Linked DNA regions of Sus scrofa: region 2 is linked to region 1. A link is a contact called in public HiChIP or PLAC-seq data. All regions are on one chromosome and are shown on one strand. Each heading gives the region's core, a stretch centred on a gene start, on an enhancer-like site or on the middle of the called end of the contact. The rest is flanking DNA. Distances are from core to core; before and after follow the strand shown. Region 1 holds the start of CXHXorf21. Region 2 holds the start of GK (glycerol kinase).

Region 1 (3,788 bases), core at 599-3,098:
AGATACAGGCTCTAAAGGATTTGAAAGTGATGTGTCCTAAAGCAAACAATATAATTTCATACAGTTCAGGAAAGAAAACCTGTGTGTGTATACACATACACACACACACAGACATAGCAGAAGAGAAAATAAATGTGGCAAAGTGCTAAAACTAATTAATCTACATGATGGAAATGTGTGTTCATTGTACTATTCTTTCCATTTTTATATAGGTTTGAAACTTCACAAGATAAAAATGGGGGGAAGTAACTAGATTTAGTTAATGAAGGCAAATTTACATTCTATCATGTTTTGAAGAGCTCAGAGGGACAGTATCTTACATATCTGAGATAATCACTAGGTATGTGTTTGGAAATGTTTCAGTAACTTGAAGGAGATCTTGAAAACATCGCTTTACTCAGATAATAAAGTTAGTGCACTATGCTTATACAGCCCCAAACTACTATTATAATATGAATGTTTTACACAATTTTCAAATATACTCTACTGCTCCAAGAGGCTTCTCAAGCTCAGAAACACGATCTTCTTACACTGACCTACACAAGAAGTTGTTTAAAAATATCAGTATGAATATTCTGGCCAAAGCAAGTTGATATTCAAGTGTCGGGATATGTGCATAAGAAAAAGACTGTTTGGGGAGCTTGGGCTTATCAGACACAACTTAGAATAGATTTACAAGGAGATCCTGCTGAATAGCATTGAGAACTTTGTCTAGATACTCGTGTTGCAACAGAACAAAGGGTGGGGGAAAAAATGTAATTGTAATGTATACATGTAAGGATAACCTGACCCCCTTGCTGTACAGTGGGAAAATAAAAAAATTATAAAAAATAAAATAAAAGACACAAAAAAAAGAAAGAAAAAGACTGTTTGATCAGGTCTAAAGATAACTCAAACAGAAGCCCACCTGTGTATATACTATCTTTAATACCAATAGGGAGACTTGCCCCAAATCACCCAGATGGCAATTCAAAAAGCACATCGCTGTAGAACACGTTCACTTTGAGTGTGTCTTGCCACATAGAAGAACACTTATCACTGGCTCATCCAATGAATAATTTAGAGTCAAATCCAATTGGGATTTATTGTGATTGTAGTCATCTCTAAAACTCCATCTTTGGGACCAGATTTAAGAGTTACTCTGCCCCTGCCAAATTCTGCTTAGGTTTTTAGGCCTTTAAAAAAAACACAAAAGCTAAACCTGTGTAGCAGTTAGTGAACAGGGACTGAATAAATTAAACAACTCTTCGATCAGACCAGTCAAATTCAGGTAAAAAGAAAATTTTAGAAATGCTCAAAATGTGAGAATGAGGTAAGAGGAAGAGGATACTTGGCTTCATTTGTCATTATTGTATAACTCCATTGAAGGCTTACTTACATGTCCACTCAGCTCTAATTTGGTAAATGAGAAGAGCGTTTTAGATGTCATGAGGCGGGAGCTGAGTTCTGATGATAAAGGGCGAAGAAAGTTTAAGAAGAGAAATGACAGAAAAAGTTCATAGTCAGAGAGCCTGTTGCCTCCTTTGCTTACCTTCACTAACCAGTCTGTGCCTTTGGTCCCGCAGAAACACAACGATTGACCATATAAGAGATGAACAAGCCAGCCAGTGCTTTTGCCAGAAATGTTCACAAGCCTTTGGTGAGTCTACTTTTCACTGGTAAGACCAAGAAACTTGGTCATTAAGCTGATCATCGCAGTTGCTGTTTTTTTTATAACTGATCCTATGGAAAAACTTGTTTTTGCTCAAGTTTGATTTGTGCTAAAGAACAGTGGGAAGTCCCAGGAAGGGGGAGGCAATAACTGCCAAACCCACATCGAGCCACAGAATGGTGTTTCTTCCCCTTTTTCGAAAAATGAAACCTATCTATGAAACTGTCTCTTGTTAAAATAGTTTATTGCTACACATTATGTAAGAACCCTCTCGACATAAATTGACTCCTCTAACAATCAATTCTCTGGGTCCCCTCTCCCAAAAGAGAGCCAAAGTCATATATGATTTAGTGAATTCCCAGTTCCATCATTAACTTATAATTTTTAAGAAGTATTATTTCTCACTTGTACTCATAATTTTTAAAAATGCAAATGAAAACAGTTTTCTCTTTCAAATTAACCAAAGTAAAAAAGGTGTTAGTACACGAGTGGGCAAGTTTGTGGATAAACAAGCAGTCTCATTCACTATTAATGAGATTATAAACATTTTTAAAAGGCAATTTATCAGTATCTGTCCAAGATTTTTTCTGAAATTTTAAATATTCAAGCACTTGTTCTCAACAATTTTTATTTCTAAAGTTTATCCATTGGATATATTTGCACCTGTGCACAAAGACATGTGAAAAGATATTTGTCGCAGCATTAAGAAATAACTCAAAGGAGTTCCTTTGTGTCTGAGCAGGTTAAGGATCCAGCATTGTCACTCCTGTGGTGCGGGTTTGAGCCCTAGCCCAGGGACTTCCACATGCTGAAGGCACCAACAAGAAAACAAAACAAAAGCAAAACAAAACAAAGAAACAGCTAGGAAAAAATATTCATAAATGGGATATTGGCTAAATACCTGAGAGTATATCCCTACCATAGAAAATGATGCAGTTGTTAGAGTGAAGTGGCTTTATGTATAACAGAAGGAAAAGATCTCAGAGTTCCTGCCCTAGCACAGTAAGTTAAGAATCTGACTGCAATGGCTCAGTTCACTGTGGAAGCATGAGTTGGATCCCTGGCCTGGCCCTGGAGCAGTGAGTTAAACAATCCAGCATCGAAGCACCTGTGGTTTGGATTTAATTCCTGGCCCAGGAACTTCCATATGCCACAGAGGCAGCCATAAAATTTTTTTAAAAAGGAATAGATTTCCAAGTTACATTACTTAGCAATACTATATAAGATATAATATTCTCCAATATGTGTTTTTAAAGGAATATATATATATATGCACATATATTTGCTGATGCATAGCATAGTTCTATAGGGATATACAAGGAACTAGAAAAAGGCAGTTGCCTTTTGGAAATGAGTCTTAATTTTCACATTGGGTATCCTTTTGAAATTTCTACCGTGTATATGTATTACTTTTTAAAAATAGCATTTTTAAGTCATATTTAATTTTGTGTGATTTTTATAGCTCATATATTTTTCCTGGAGGACAGAGAAGTTTGTCTGCAAATAGATCAGTTATTCTTGCCCCAAAGTAGAAAAACTCTAAACAGAGTTCTCAAAATAATTTAGCTAGTTTTCCCTCCTTGTTTAAATTAAACCAACAAAGAATAATCCTGCCCCAAATAATTATCCGCCTCTGATACCTTTTGCTACCTAACTCTGATCAAAGCTAAGTTCCAAACTCTGAATATGTAAACATTTCTACTTAATGGATATCTTTTATTTACCTTTTTTTTCTATGGCTGCACCTGCAGCATATGGAAGTTCCCAGGCCAGGGACTGAATCTGAGCCACAGCTGCAACCTACCTCGCAGCTGTGGCAATGCCAATCCCTTAACCCACAGAGTTGAGCAGGAAATTGAACCCATGCTTCCACAGCAACCAGAACCACTGCAGTGGGATTCTTAACCCACTGCACCAAAGGAGGTACTCCTGTTTTGTTTACCTTTGATCTATGACTTATTTTGAAAAGTTATACCATTAAAAGTGTACTAACTTTTTTTCCTTTTTAAAATTTTTTGCATTATTTCATGGAACATTTCTTAGATCCAGTTAAAAAATCAGGTTCCCACCTATGAGCCATAACACAGTTTCTCAATTTGTCTGAAATCTGACTTAACCTGCTACCGCTAGAACAACC
Region 2 (3,803 bases), core at 452-2,951, 86 kb after region 1:
AGTAGGCCTCATCTGGAACACCACAATTTGATTTCTAGACAGAATATAAGAAAATTTGCAGAGTTCCTATTTTGGCTCAGCGGAAATGAATCTCACTAGTATCCATGAGGACAGAGGTTCAATCCCTGGCCTTGCTCAGTGAGTTAAGGATCTGGCATTGCTGTGAGCTGTGGTGTAGGTTGCAGACATAGCTCTGATTTGGCATTGCTGTGGCTGTGGGGTAGGCCGGCATCTAGAGCTCTGATACAACCCCTAGTAGCAGCTACAGCTCTGATACAACCCCTAGCCTGGGAACCTCCATATGCCTCGGGTGCAGCCCTAAAAAGCCAAAAGAAAAAAGAAAATTTGCTTCCAGAGCAAAAGTGGTAAAACTATAAACACAGAGATAAATAAGTGAGGTGGTGCTAGGTAAAGCAAGAGGGTGTAAAATAGAAATGATGTTACAGAACACAGAGACTGGAGTAATGGAACAGGAAAAAAAGTGAGAGTGGGAATAGTACAATGCTTTTGATATTGATAGGGCCTGGTTTACAAAGTCAATTTAGTGATTTTTCCAACCAGCATTTTAAAAAATGATATGCAATAGTATAAATAAGTTCGAATGTATAGCACAGAAGGATAAATATTGTTTTGGTAGCATTTTAAATACTTGAAAAAATGAATATATAACTATATAAATTATAAATAAATGCATGTGCACACACCCACACATATGCCCGGCCCTGTTCTGTAAACTACTCATACAGTGAATCTTATTCCTGAGTTTGAAAACCTCTGCAACTGCCAGGGGTTTTCAAACTCTGGAACAAGATTCATACTTCCAGGATCCAAAAGAATCCTGGCAAGGTAAATTCAAGGTCAAATGAGAAGGCCTCTTTTCTCTCCTTTTGCTGTTTAGAGCACTTAACCTATGGCGAGGAAATAGCGTATGAGGGAGGAGACACAGTCAGGTCAAGATAGGAGCAAGGGCGCTTCAGGACAAGGAGGTGCCTCGGGAAATCTTCGCGGGTGGTCAATTGATGACCTGGGGATGGTGATTTTGAGGGCTTCCCCTAAAAGCTAAACCGAAGGAACTTAGGCTTTCCTTGTCCCTGAAAAGCCTCCAAAGGCAAAAGATTTGCGCTGCTCCTGAATGTGACCCTACAAAGGGTCAGTCCCTTTAGAGGGGGATTATTTTGATCTCGAGCGGGGAACAGGGAAGTGGGCGGGGCGTGGGAAGCGCGGGAAGGCCTGGCAGGGTTGGTCCGGAGTGACTCACGCCGTGCTCTGCACATCCCACCAGAGGAACAAGCAGTTCTGCCCTTTGGGACCCAGCCGCTAGAGGAAGCCCCAGGGTGTGGGTGGGGTTGTGCCCTTTCCCCGGGCCATTGACCCTCCCTGCCAAAGGGCAGCACCGGCCTCCGCCTCCGGCCCAGCGGCAGGAGGGTTCTGCCGCCGGGTTCCCCGGCCCACGTGACCTGCCGCGCGGGCCACCGCCTCCGCCGCGCCCTGGCCCCGCCCCCGTGAGGTCTGTCTAGCCTCAGATTGTCTGAACAGCCCTTCTCTTTCCGCATTCGGTAATTGGCTGGCCAGGCAGACAGCGCCTGCCCCAACCCCGCCCCCGGAGTCGTGGGGAACGCGGGTGGGGGCGGGGCCTGGGCTGGAGGGGCGGGGTAGAGCCTCTGAGCCGGTAAAGGGGCTGCCTGGAGCGCGAACAGAGCGATCTACTGCCGCCAGCCGCCTGGCCCTTCCGACTCGCCGCCCTACTCTCCGCCCGCCGCCGTCACCAAGGAAACGGGCTGCAATTCCTCGCCGACCCCAAGCTGGTTTCATGGCAGCCGCGAATAAAGCAGTTTTGGGACCGTTGGTGGGAGCAGTGGACCAGGGCACCAGCTCGACGCGCTTTTTGGTGAGCCGGGGGTTGCACTTGAAGAGGTGCTGAACCTGAGCGGGAGCCTTGGGACCGTGGGGCGGGATGTCGCGTCGCCGTCCCGTTCTTCCCACGACCCAGAGCCCTGGCCCCCAGGCAAGGGAAGGAGGCCAAGGGCCCAGAGCGGGACTTGCCACGCTGGAGCTTCTCCGCCCGGGCCTGGGGGAACACAGCCTCTCGCGACCCCCGCAGCTGAGCTGAGCAGCCCTGGCCTTGATTGTGGAGCCGGGTCCCCTACTAATGAAGGGACTCCTACCCCAGAGGAAGCTAGGACTCGCCGAACATCCGTGCAGAGCGGCCCGCCTGCAGCCAGGGACAGGTGGCCACATTGACCGCTGCTGCAGTCTTCCCCAGAAGCATTTGGCCTGCCGGGAGCAGGACGTCCTTGAATGGGGCGGGGGCGGGGGTGGGGGGGAAGCTGTGTCACGACTGTGGTAGCCTAACCCAGCGTCCTTTGGAGCTGTAGAACGAATGTAGTATTAGCGTGATGATGCGTTATCTTCCTCTCCCCAGAAACTGCAGAAGGTAGAACGCTAGGAGGAGGGCGGGGAGAGTGGCCGAACACTTTGGCAAAGAGTCAAATTACACTGCTTTAACCAGAATCTTAATTTAATCTCGAGGATTTGTCAATTTTAGCTCTGATACTTTGCGCATTACAAAGATGATTGTCCTCGCCTCGCTTCACAGCTTAAATTGACAGGGAATTTTTTTTTTTATTTACTATGTATGACAGAGTTTTGACATAGTGGAGTGCTGTTTAAGTGACTCTCTGCTGATTAAATTGTTTTGTGCAATTAAAAAACTAGCTCTTACAGTGATCTAGCACTGAGTTCAGAAAGGTACTTTAAAAATAATTTAAATAAACGATTGTTGGTTAAGAGCCCATGCTTTCAATGGACATTTGACTAACCTGGCAAGTTGATGTAAATATTTAATGATTACTTAGCTCTCTCTTCACTTCTTTGCCTCAAATCATGTTTTCATGCATTATTTAGTATACCGTATATATACATTGTATATACACTGTATATATTTTGAAAGCTCTGTGACCATTTAGCTGAAACCTGAATTTGTACCTTGGTTTTGATACTTGTTTCTCTTGTCTGAAGTGAAAGCCTTTAGTCAAGTTTTAGTTTGAATGGTATTTAATGACCTACCCTGGTTTGAGCTGCCAAGACGTAATTCTCCTGTCTCTTATATTGTTTATCATATGATCACCCAGGGCAGGTTTCACTTTGTCTTGATTTTCATATAAATGTTTGGAAAGTAATCCTGAATCATAAGTAAGAAAGTTTGCCTAACTGGATTTAATATGTAAAATATTCAATCATTATTACCATCTTTCCAAATTAAGAAAGAGCATTGAGACATGTATGCTGACTAACTGTGGGTTGAATTTTGAAGCTTTATTCAAGATTTGCCCATACAGATGCTTGCAGGGGCCAGGCAGGTAGAGGAAGGAGAGCAAACTCAGGCTCAGGGGTACAGCCAAGCAGGAACATTAGCCCCGTGTTGCCAGATCTTCAAATTATTTAAGAAAAGCTGGAACTTCCAAGAGTTTTCAGTAAAATCTTCCTGTCCTCAAATGTTGGCAACTAGTTCATAAAGCACTGTAGGGGCCAAACCAAATGTGGCAGTTGTTCTCTAGTTTATACAGCCTTTGCCCTCAATGAAAGTGGGTAAGATATTTCATAACTTTGTAGGTTTCCTTTTTTGTTGCCAGCCTTACTGTGCTTGTTTTTCTTTTCACTCTTTACTGTTGTTGTCCTTGTCATCCAGCAGTCTTTATCTACTGCATGTTCCTGGTCCCTCAGTTTCTGTTGCCCAAGAGGCATCTTTCTGCATTGGTGGGGAAGGAATTAATCGACTTCATATTATCAAAATCAGTGGTTCA

Evidence for each region. HiChIP or PLAC-seq counts read pairs in DNA pulled down with a chosen protein or histone mark.
Region 2: a contact with region 1 is called in an H3K27ac HiChIP or PLAC-seq map of alveolar macrophages. The contact joins the promoter of GK here to the promoter of CXHXorf21 in region 1. A contact is called at or near these places in 1 of 5 promoter capture datasets (liver), 1 of 47 Hi-C or Micro-C datasets (embryonic fibroblasts) and 1 of 2 datasets of contacts at active chromatin or transcription factors (alveolar macrophages).

Annotation. Positions count from the first base shown.
Region 1 is chrX:26,383,085-26,386,872 of Sscrofa11.1, forward strand. It overlaps CXHXorf21, which reads right to left and starts at 1,849. Exons shown (of 2, transcript XM_001925715.4): 1 at 1,532-1,849.
Region 2 is chrX:26,468,868-26,472,670 of Sscrofa11.1, forward strand. It overlaps GK (glycerol kinase), which reads left to right and starts at 1,702. Exons shown (of 19, transcript NM_001143708.1): 1 at 1,702-1,888. The coding sequence starts at 1,811.